Regions from separate parts of the Mus musculus genome. Here region 2 is linked to region 1. Evidence: chromatin contacts called from public promoter capture Hi-C data. All regions are on one chromosome and are shown on one strand. Each heading gives the region's core, a stretch centred on a gene start, on an enhancer-like site or on the middle of the called end of the contact. The rest is flanking DNA. Distances are from core to core; before and after follow the strand shown.

Region 1 (6,025 bases), core at 184-2,683:
AGAATAACAAAAACAATGAACTGCTGGGCAGTGGTGGCGCACACCTTTAATCCCAGCACTTGGGAGGCAGAGGCAGGCAGATTTCTGAGTTCGAGGCCAGCCTGATCTACAGAGTGAGTTCCAGGAGAGCCAGGGCTACACGGAGAAACCCTGTCTTGAATAAACCAAAAACAAACAAAAAAAAACCCAATGAACTACTGGACATCTTTTTCTCCAGCATCAAGTGATAACTATTATACTAAATGAAATAAAAATACAATTTATCATTACATATGTAATATATATTGTATTATATAAAAAATTAAACGTAACTTACATTAATATACCCACTTACATACATCAGAGTTGTTGGGAGGACAAAAATACATGTGAAACTATTTTTCACTTTCCTGAGTGTAGCAATGCTATAGTCATCATTTGTCTTTATCAGATAGCCAATTTTCCATTCTGTAAAACTCCAGAACAAATGATGTAGCTAAATTATATATAAGCATATCTGAACAAGTACCCACTGGACTTTCCTTTTTCATCCTGCCTGCTGTCCCCTTCATGATGCCAGAAAAATCCATCTACACATGCACCTCCCACCTTAGACCAAGACATTTTCCTACCTTTGAATCTATATTTTCTGTCCACTTATACTTTGAGGATCCAGTTCCAGTGACATTTCCCAGATGTAATCTACTGCCTCCATCCTTAAAAATCTCTCCTGCTAAGCCCTTTCCATCCTATTGCTTGAACCACTCATCTAGTACACATTACATCCTGACTGCTATCTCTGTCGTCTTTTTCTTCCCTTATCTCCCGACATTTGTACAGAGGTCCAAATGACACACACCACAAACCGGTGCCACTTTACCGCGCAGTGCAATCATTCATTTTAAAGGTTCTCTAAAAACTACTATGTTTTAGCTCTTCTTCCCCCAGACATTATGACTTGATCTGCTGTGGGCTGTAATCTGGTTGTGCCTCTGGTGCTGTGGCTTCCCAGGTGGTTTCTAAATCATAGAAAGTTAGCGACTCACTTTCACGTGGTCTAAAGTACTACAATTACACTGACTTGAAGGTACTATTTTCGGCTGAGGTGGGAAAGTCTGAAGATATCAAACAGTAAAGGAGCTTATAATTTAAAGCTGGGTGGGCGGGAAGTTGAGGTGAGTCATACTCACGTCGTTGCCATATGACTCCGGAGGGTGAGAGAGCGCATGGGCGATGGACAACGCTTCCCCAGAGACCTGAGGAGAAAAAAAAAAGCGGAGCTGAATGAGCGATTCTTTGACTCCTTGGGCCGCTCACCACCCCATCTCCACTTAGGTATTTAACCAACTCCAGAGTAGTATCTCACCGGCTCTTCGCTTTCGCCGGCAGCATCCATGTCGCCGCTAGGTAAGTGCGGCTTTCTCGTCCCGGAAGTGACCTGTTGCGCGCGCTGCTTTCACAGTTAACTGAAAGCAATAGGGCGGAAACAGAGACCAGTTTCTCCGTCTGCGCCTGCGTGCGCCCTCCCTCTGCAGAGGAAGCGGTGGCTCCGCCTTATCCGGGCCACGCAGGCGCCAGCGAACGCGTGTTGTTACCTAGCAACACTGTTCCTCTAGCCTAGGTGATAGAATATTCAATAAATCAATGGGGAAAATAAGTTATATGAAAAAAAAAACATTTTTAAACGATGCTGTTATTAAATCCCTTGTGTGCCGTGTTTCCAGTTCACGCGCGCGCAAACACACACACACACACATACGCCCGCCTTAACCACTTACAAGCAAGGTTCTAGAAGCAGGACGGTGGAATTCTGGGATGAAGAAGAAGAATTTGCTACCTGTTTTGGAAGAACTAGCAGAGTGAGGTAACAACGAGGTGTGCTTCATTATACACTGTGGGAGCATACCTGAGCTGAGTCATGATGGGTGCTTAACCAAGCAGGTCAGAAAGACTCAAGACAGAGGGAACGTGCATGGGCAGAGGTATTAGTGAAAAGGCATTAGAATATCTTGCAAAGAACAATCTAGCTGGAACAGATTGCAGTCAAGAGCTTTGTACGGTGAATTTTAATGAGATGAGAATTAAAAAAAAAAAAAAAAAAAAACCACAAGTCAAGGGGTTTTTGTTTTTGTTTTGGATTGGCATTTGTTTGTTTGAGACTTCTCCACTCTCATTTCCACAGAAGCTGTTCGAGTTTGGAATCTCACCAAAAGTGAACAAGAATTCCCATTCCCACATCCTCACCAAAATTTCTTATCAGTTGTTTTCTTGACCTTAATCTTTCTAAATTGGGGTAACATGAACCTCAGAGTTGTTTTAATTGGCATTTCCCTAATTGCTATAGATGCTAAAGTTTTAACGATAATCCTTAGCCAATTTTTCATCTCTTTTTTGGTTTGTTTTTGTTTTTTGCGTTTTTTTGTTTTTGTTTTTTGGGGTTTTTTGTTTGTTTGTTTTTTTGTTTGTTTTGTTTTGTTTTTCTGAGAATTCTCTATTCAGATCTGGAGCTGCCCCCTCCCTCCAGCCATTTTAAACTGGATCCTTGGCTTTCTGGAATCCTTTTTTTTTTTTTTTTTTTTTCCTTCCTATATTCTGGATAGTTTATCAGATGAGTAGCTGCCAAATATTCTCTCCCACTATGGGCTTCCTCTCTATTAGCTTATTGTTCCATTTTCTGTACACAAGTATTTTAGTTTTATGAGGTCTTCTTTGTTAATTGTTTGCCTTAATTCATAATTGAATGGAGTCCCGCTCAAAAGTCTCTTGCTACACCTATATGTTGTAGGGCTTCACCCATCTATTCTTATAGCAGTTCCAGCTTTACAGGTTTCACATTGATCTATTTGATCCATTTCAAGTTGATTCTAGTTCAGGGTAATGCATTCAGAATGCTGTAAAACTACATGCATTCATGTTTGGACTTCTATTTTGTTCTGTTGATTTCCTAGTCTGTTTTGGTGCCGTTACTGTAGTTTTTTATTATTATTATTATTGTAGTGCTGAAATCTTACCAAATTGTATAACTAAAACTATACTATTCCTTGACATCTATCCAAAGGGCACAGTGTCCTGTTTTACAGATACTTGCTCAGCCACATTCATCACTGCTCTGTTCATAACAGTTGGAAATTGGAAACAACCTAAATGCTTTCTCTCTCTGATTTGTGGATTCTAGATCTGAATCTTAAGAGGTGAGTGTAGAACCTGAAGTTAACACAGAAACCATGAAGGTTAAAGGAGAGAATGGGGAAGGGGTAAAATGAGCTATAAAGCAAGGTGAAGAGAACGAATTGGGCAATTAGAAAACTGAAGAGGCTTTATCTAGCAGGAGGGAGGGCAATCCAGATGAAAAGGGAGGGAAGGGGGATAAAGAGAACTAAAAGTCATTGAAAAAGCCACAGCCATTACAGAAACATTATTTTAGGTTTGCTTAAAATAAATATGTAATATAATTAATATATGTAAATGAAAATGTAATGAAGTTACAGCAAGTGTAGTGACAATGCTCCCTCCAATCCAGACTGCTTAACAAAAATCTCTGGTGTCAGATATTGGGACACTTCCCTTCAAGTTGTTGCTCAGGGGAGTTCAAGGGACTCCCCAAACAATAAAAAGATGTGGAAGGTTATAACTTGAAGACAAAATTAGAAGCAGACCAGCTTGAAGGGGGTAGATGATACAACACTGACAGTTGCAGAATGAATAATGCCCTCTAGAACAATTTGATATGGAGTATAAAGGAGAATTAGGGTCCTAGTGTGAACCACAGGCTTTCCAGCAAAACTGGGAGGAGGGTGCTGTTACTGACTTAGAAGACACAGGAGGAAAGCTGAGTGCCATTTGAGGAGCTTAGTTGGAATATCTTTTTTTTGTTTGTTTTTTTGTTTTTTTGAGACAGGGTTTGTCTGTACAGCCCTGTCTGTCCTGGAACTCACTTTGTAGACCAGGCTGGCCTTGAACTCGACAATTGGCCTGCCTCTGCCTCCCGAGTACTGGGATTAAAGGCGTGTGCCACCACGCCCGGCTGAGTTGGAATATTTTACTGGACTCATAGAATCGATATGGCAGAGAGAGACCTGAGCAGAGATATATATTTGATAGCAGGCACTGTGTAATTGTGCTTTGCATGAGGAAAATGGTAAGACTGTAAAGGCTCAAAAAGACACAAGCCAAGGACATCATCAACTATGAAGAGGCAGGAAAACAGACTAAATATTAAAAGAGTTGTAACTGAGATAACAGCAAAGGATAAAGAGAGTTTCACAAAAGCCAAAGGATCCGAAAATTTCTAGAAATAAGTGGTGAACAAAGTCCGATACTCTGAGTATACTGAGGCCAGAAATGCTGAGAGATAATTGAAACCAGATGGGCATGGGGTAAAGAGGGCATAGGGGACAGAGATGGCAGTATATAGAGAAAGTTCTGAAAAGTCAAATATAGGAGGAGCTATCAGGTTTAAGACCTCTGAATTGTGATAAAGGACAAAAAAAAACCTTAAAATTGTATTATTTATCTATTTATAGGTAAACAATTCAACAGTGTTACATATTCACTTATTCATGCTTTTCTACTGCAACTCTCTAACAATGTTTTATGTTGCAAAACTAAAACTCCATGTTTAGTAAACAATACATTCCCATTTCCTTTTCTTCCAAGCTCTTGAAAGCACCATTTGGTTTCTCTGAATTTGGCTATGTTAGACACTGGTGCAGTTTTCTGTTTTGTGACTAGCTTATTTTGCTTGACCTAATGACTTATAGGATTTCTTTCTACTTTAGAGCAGAACAGCATTCTATGGTATATAGATAGCATATCTTATTTATGGAGGGAGAAGCACTTTTATTGCTTTTAACTTTTGAAAAATTGTGAATAATGCTGTTGAAAGTATGAGTATGTAAATATCACTTTCAAATTCTGCCTTTAGTTATATTTCTGGATAGTACCTTTGATAGTGTAGTTAATGGATTTTTTTTTAAGTTTTTCACTTATTTGCAGAGCCTCTGGGACTTTTAAAGTTATTCCTTGAGGTTTGGAAAGACTTCTATTTTTAGAACTTAGCCTCATGCAGAAGACTTTTGGTTGGGGGAGGGGGACCTAGGTAACCTACACAGCAACAGGCAGCAGAAGTAGGGAGTTGAGGTGTTGCCTTCAGGTGCCACTTGTTCTCTGGTACAAAATACCAGGGGACAGCTGAGCGAAAGAGATGTACTGAAGTACATCTTGGGAAAACTGCCTTATGACTGTTGAATAGCCATTCACAAAAATGGAAGAACCAATTTAAGAAGCAGATGGAAGGTTTGCAAGGAACAGCTAACACAAGAGAATATGATCCTGTTTCTGTGTTCCCCAGTGATCAGAATATAGGATGGATTGTCCATGTGGATGTTGGATGTTAGCAAATGCTCAATACACAAGAATAACATAAAGGGGCAGACTGAAGCTGATAACCCAATTGCTACATTACAAGTAAACATGAGTAAACTCAAGAGACTCAACAAGCCTTTTATTTCAGGAAGCAACCAAGGTAATTTGCTTCGTTTAATGTTTTAGGCAGACATGTTGCTTTAAATGTTTTAATTAAAATATATAATAATTGAATAGCATATTAGAGTTACTTTTAATATTTTAAAATAAAGGAACTGTTTATTACTCAACTTTTTGCAGACAGATATTTGTGTTGAATAGTAATTAGATCCTAACTGTCCGATAAGTTTACTTCTTCTAACCTATAATTGTAGGAGATGAAGCTATCACCTAGAGTTTGGCTTTTGTTTGTGTCTGTTTGCTTCTTTTTTTTTTTTTCCTCACCAGTAAGTCGGGAAACTAGACCAGGTAGGTTTATTATAATAATTATTTTCCTTATGCCTATTGGTCAGCTGTTCAAAGATTGGAGAGAAGAAAGGTGCAGAAGTAAATGGCACTTTATGAAGATTCAGTGGACTTCAGGGAAGACATTATGATGACCTAATAGCAGAAAACAGTTGTTAAAATCTAATGTTAACTACTGGTGCTTATTTTTCTGTCTGTGTTCTTCATTCATGAGGTG
Region 2 (5,912 bases), core at 1,602-4,101, 3.8 Mb before region 1:
TGCTTCCTTTACTAATCTAAATTTTGAAAAAAGTTAAAGAAAGACAGCAACATGGCTCAGTGGGTAAAGGTACTTGCTGCCAAGCTGACAATCTGGATTCTGTCCTGGGACCCACATAATGGAGGGAGAAAAGCAACTCTCAAATGCTGTCTTCTGACCTCCACATGTACACACACACACACACACACACACACACACACACACACACGGGGTGGGGGCGCGGGGGGGGGGATACAAATGTGGTCAGGCAGAGATTCAGACTGGTGATTCTGTCTTCTAAATTACTTCAAAGTGTTTGATTCGTTAGCATTAGTTCTAAAGAATGAATATTTTTTTGTGGGAACACAGACATTTAAAAAACTTTCTTCTTACAAACTTAGTACAGAAAATTCCTGCTAGTTCATCACTTCCTTAATTATCATCTCCAAAATTTACCCTTAGTGACTGGTTTTGTGGAAATGGATTTGGGCTTTAAGTATTTTTCCTTGTGTCAGTTTGCTTTGTCAGTAGAGGATTCTAGAATCATTGGGTATTGTGCGCCTGAAACTAATGTCGTGCTCTTTCCAGTTCCCCTTATCTCTCAGGCCAGCTTTGAATTAGCTATGTATCCCAGTTTAGTTTTGAACTAAAGACACTTCTGCCTCAGCCACCCTAGTGTTGGGATTATAGGTAGATCAGACCACAGGAGGTTAATCTGCATTTTCTTTACTCCTAATCCCTTATCATTTCAAATTCCAGTTAACATAATTATTTACCTGGAGGCCAGGTGACTCTGCCCCTGCACATACACAATAAATGAATAAATACAAATAAAATTAATTCTGTACAAGTAATTTCTTACCTTAAATTTCCATAAATGTGTGGAGTTTTCTCTCTTAATTGCATCCAAATTTACAGTTTTAGTGATCGCTGGGATAATTATGTCACATGCCTTTTGAATACAACAGAGATATATTCTCACATGAGTTCTACAAAAAATGTGTGTTAGCAAACACAGTGAATATTATTTATTATCATTTACATATAAGAAAAACAATAGCATGTAAGTGCTTTGAAGTCATATAGCAGGTGGTTTTTTTGTTTTGTTTTGTTTTAGTTTTTGTTTTTTAGAGACAGGGTTTCTCTGTGTAGCTCTGGCTGTCCTGGAACTCACTCTGTAGACCAGGCTGGCCTTGAACTCAGAAATCTGCCTGCCTCTGCCTCCCTAGTGCTGGGATTAAAGGCGTGTGCCACCACACCTGGCTAGTAGTAATTTTTAATATTAGTATGGTAGAGAAAAATATAAACTGTCTCCTAGGTCACTGTTAAGGATTAAATGAGTTACAGCAGGCAAAATATGTAGTAATGACTTGGTAAAGGTTAGCTGTTAATTATATTATCTTGAACTATAAAAATTACTATTTCAGTAAGCACCTCACAATTTTGTCCTGAGGTTTTATATTTCTTTTATCTACTTCTTTCAGATACTGATTATACCAAAGATAACCATAGCATTTTACTCTTATGTTGTTATTAATTACTCAATAAAAGAAATTGGCAGAATGAATTGCTAAGGATATGTTAAGTTTATGAATTGAATTAAATTTAATTCTATGCCCAATGTGGTTTAATCACCGAGCTCCCTGAGTCTGAAAACCAAACTCCCACTATAGCCATACATTAATGTGAACCTTCAAATTTGAGTATTTCAAAGCAAATAATGTACACAATTCAAATAGTACTTGTTTTCCCATCATGTTTTGTTTCTATGAATTCTGTTCAAAGTAACATCCTGAGAACGGGATGCTAAGAGAAATTGGGGAAGTGAACCAGTTTCCTCAAACTGTCAATTATTATACAAATCCTTTGATCAAATCAGCGCTGTGCTAAGAGTTAAAGTTATACATGAAAACAATTGTAGTCTCAAGGTAGTGGAAAAAAGACTTTTTGTCAACCGGAGTGGCGACACATGCCTGCCACATGAGCACTAGGGAAGCTGAGGCAGGAAGATTGACATGGAATTCCAGGGGAGCCTTGGATAGATACATAGTGACAGCAAGTCAGAGAATATCACTTCAAAGACAAACCAAACCAAACTATCATTTCTATCCAAATTTCAATGAATAGTTAAGAACTTTAAAAACGTTTTGGCAGAATTTCAAAACAGCGTTCCAACTTATCCTACAGGAATTGAGAAGAAAGAGCTTGTTGACCTTTTCAGAAGGGGGAAACGGCCTCCTCCTTAAAGTGTAAACTTCGCGCGCAATGTTTATCAGAATCAAGGGGAGACTTGATACTACTACAAGAAGTTTTCTAGAAGAATATTATTCCCTTGCTCATCAGGTAGGCGCAGCACTTTCTTTTGGCATGCTGTTCCTTGTTTGAAAACAAAACCTTGCAGTAGCTAGCGACTTTTTCTTGGGGTAGAGAAAGAACAAACAAACCAAATCCGTTCGGTGACCCAAGGTAAGCTAGATCATGTCAGTCCCTCGCCAGTTTCTCTTGATCATGTCTGGAGAGAGGTTCCCTCACCGGAAAGGGTCCGATTGCCCTTACAGGAAGGGTAAGCAACTCCGGAGCTCTAGGACGCCAACGCCACCACAGAGTTTGACGAAGATTGCCAGAGCGTCTGCCTGCATTTAGAACCTCTTCCTTGTTCTCTGGGCAGTAACTAGGCAACCCCAGGCCGGCTTAGCTGCTGGAACTAGGCGGCCGCCTTAGTGCCTCTGGCGGCCAGCCTGGAGCTTTGCAAGCGGCTCCCTTCCCTTTTCCCCCCTCCTTCTTTCTATGGCTCCACCCCTTTCCCCCCGCCCACCCCTCTCCCCCCGCCCACCCCTCGGCGACTTCAGCTCCTCCCTCTCCTTCTCTCTTGCTCTCCTTCCTCCTCCGCCTCCTCAGCTCTTGGGCTAGAATATCTATGGGTCGAAACGTGATGCGATGAATCCGAGAGAGACCGAAACTGGGACGAAGAGTGCGGCGGAAGCGGCGGGACTCCCAAGCATGGGGGCTTCACCACAATAGAGGCAGCGCCCCCACCCGCCCCCGCCAGCCCTCCTGAGCGAAGCCCCCAAACCCCCTCGGGAAAAGGATGGCGGCGGCACCTACCCAGATCGAAGCCGGTGGGTAGCTGAGCCGGGGGCAAAAGGGATGGGGGCTTTGCGCGACTGCTGTCAGATTTTTTTTAAAAAGCTTGTATCTCTTTTCCTTGCCTCTCTCTCAACGTCTCCCCCCACCCCCAACCCCTTCTTTAGAGCTGTATTACCTGATCGCAAGGTTCTTGCAGTCCGGACCCTGTAACAAATCCGCTCAGGTGAGAGGGAAAGGATATCTGGGAGTGTTGGGGAATGGTCCCATTGGGGAAATTGAGGCACTGGGTGAGCAGTGCAGTTGGAGGGTGAGGGAAAGGCCGGCCGCGATTACTCCTACAGTCAGCGGCTGTGTTGGAAGTGGGGAGGGAGGAATGGGTTGGCGCCCCAATCTGCTTTCACATCCCTGTGTCCCTCTTCCCCAGGTGCTAGTGCAAGAGCTCGAAGAGCATCAGGTATGGACCCCTTTTGGGAAGAGGTGGGGAGGGCTGGGGAGAACCTGGAGGAAGGGTAAGGTAGGTCAGGGGCCGAGGGCAGGGGCCCGGAGGGAGCCTTCGAGCTGGACACTTGGGGCTGTTGTCACTTGGGGTAAATCGGGTTCTTTGCTTAGAAGGGGCGGACAACGCAGGGGTCTAAACTCGCTGCCTTTTATTCCTGCGGGAGGTGTTTTTTCAGGATTTCCTTCCCTTTGGCCTGCCCCCCCCCACCCCCAACCCCCGGCACAGCGGCAGTAGCTGTCGGGACTGGAGAAATGAAAATGTTAAAGGGTCTAGGATTAGGCTCCAGGCTGGGTGCTGCTGCTGGGGAGCAGAGGCTTTTCCTTCACCCCCCCCCCTTTTCTTTTCCTCCGGCCCCCAGCTGATTCCGCGCCGCTTAGACTGGGAAGGGAAAGAGCACCGAAGAAGCTTCGAGGATCTGGTTAGTAAACTTTTCGTTTCAACTTAGCCCAACTCTTTTTCCACTCCCTCCCCACCTTGTGCCCCCAACCGCCCCTGGCCCTTCAGCCCTTAGAGCTCCCCGAGCCTGCTGTTCGGTGTTCGAAGGACTGCCCCTTCCCCCTCCCAGCGTGTCGGAAAGGGTACCTTGCCCTGCTCTAGCCTTGCTTATTTTCACCCCAAAACTTTGAAGAATGTGAGTTGGTTTTCAGAGGTGCTGTGTTGTGCTTTAGGACTGTGTTACAAACAGCGGAGAAGGCCCATTGTAGGGGGATAAGGGACAGAAACCAGGGGGTTATCTTGGGGCACGTACCAAGGACTGACGCTGGCCAATGACAGCGTTGGTAACAGCCCGGAGTTCCGGATTAGTGGAAGAAAACTGGTTTCTGGTTGGTCCTGGCTTGAAATACGGGAACTGAGGCCAGGCTTGGGTGTTTTTTTTTTTTTCTAGCTCTCTCTCTCTCTCTCTCTCTCTCTCTCTCTCTCTCTCTCTCTCTTTCTCCTTTTTCTTTCTTTCTTTTTTTTTCTTTTTAGAGTGGAGGGGAGAAGGAATTCAGAAGGGGAACTGACTCATAAGTGAGAAAAACTACATAAATAAAAATACTGAGGACTACTGAGTGAATTCCAAGATTGTTCATCTTTAGATAATGGGTTACTGAATAAAAACATTGTTATATATTTCTAATCTTAAAAAATAGCTAATTAATTCATCAGTAAACTGCATTTGTGCAAATATGTTTTCACTAAAGAAGAAATATGTATTATGACCTTTTTGGGAATAGGTGAACAGGATTTTGGGATTAGGAGACAATGGACATTTTTAAAAAAGAGAATATACTTTAGTTAAGTCTTGAATTGACTCTTGTTTTTTCCATAAATATAATTTGCAATGTAAGTGCACTTTCTGCTCTGCACTGAGACAAAAAGATGATCTTTTATATGTGGGGAAAGAGATTCTACTCTTAGCTACAGAGTTGTATGATGAAAGGAGTGATAATAAAACCTAAATTGAACTCTCTTTCCTCCAAATAAGATCCAAATGAGGAAAAGCATACAAAGTGGACACAAAGTTGGAAGAGTAGTAGACTAAGGCAGACTAAATAAAAAGAAAATAATTGAAAGTTTGCTTGTCAGTAGAAAACAGTTAAATTGCTGTGATGTTAATTTTGAAAACTTTGAGTATTATAAGAGTGAAGCCACATTATTACAGAAGCTACTGAGTTTTCCCTAATATCTTGCAAATCCAAAAATGGTTTAATTGTAATAAGAGTGAATGCCACCACCAGTATTATTAATGGTAATAATTTCTCAGATGGGTACAAATTATTTTTGAATACCTGTTACTACTTTTAATTTTCAGCCTGAAGTTTTGTTTTTCTTCTTTCTGTTGTTGTTAGACATAAATCCTACTTGTATCACAGAAGGTAAATTCGAAGTATTCACTAATACATGTTTTAGTATCAAACTACTGATAGCTGTTTGAACATAGTTTTAATATCTGGGTGTATGAGAAATGATTTTGTGTACTTTTTTCCTTTTCCAGCTTATATATGGATAGGCAGGTAGATCATTTTTAAGCAAATGAGAAAAGGAAACTTAAAAATGAACTTGATAGAAAATTGAGTAATTAAAAATGGTCTCCTTACCACACACTTTAAAAGGTGGTTTTCTAGTCATTTTTCTTAAACAGTAAAGGCAAATCTTTACACAGTTATTATCAGCATCCATCCTTTGCTTTATATTTTTCTGACAGTACTTTTGTATGACTATTGTTCTTTGAATATCCATCATGGTAATGGTAAGAAAAAGAATTAGTTGTGTTTTAAGTATTATGATTTGTCTTAATTTCCAATTGGTCATTTGAGCAATGACCTTTACCTTTTCACTAATTTTTTTTTTTACCTTTTCACTA

Evidence for each region. Promoter capture Hi-C pulls out the DNA fragments that hold promoters and counts their contacts.
Region 2: a promoter capture Hi-C map of erythroid cells shows a contact between it and region 1, with 34 times the contacts expected there. The contact joins the promoter of Brwd3 here to the promoter of Pbdc1 in region 1. A contact is called at or near these places in 1 of 39 promoter capture datasets (erythroid cells) and 1 of 484 Hi-C or Micro-C datasets (CD4 T cells).

Annotation. Positions count from the first base shown.
Region 1 is chrX:105,075,164-105,081,188 of GRCm38.p6, reverse strand. It overlaps Pbdc1 (polysaccharide biosynthesis domain containing 1), which reads right to left and starts at 1,433. Exons shown (of 6, transcript NM_026312.5): 1 at 1,346-1,433; 2 at 1,170-1,235. The coding sequence starts at 1,375.
Region 2 is chrX:108,831,285-108,837,196 of GRCm38.p6, reverse strand. It overlaps Brwd3 (bromodomain and WD repeat domain containing 3), which reads left to right and starts at 2,851. Exons shown (of 41, transcript NM_001081477.2): 1 at 2,851-3,098; 2 at 3,231-3,289; 3 at 3,491-3,520; 4 at 3,924-3,983. The coding sequence starts at 3,068. It overlaps 2810403D21Rik (RIKEN cDNA 2810403D21 gene), which reads right to left and starts at 2,719. Exons shown (of 5, transcript NR_015493.2): 1 at 2,512-2,719; 2 at 842-931.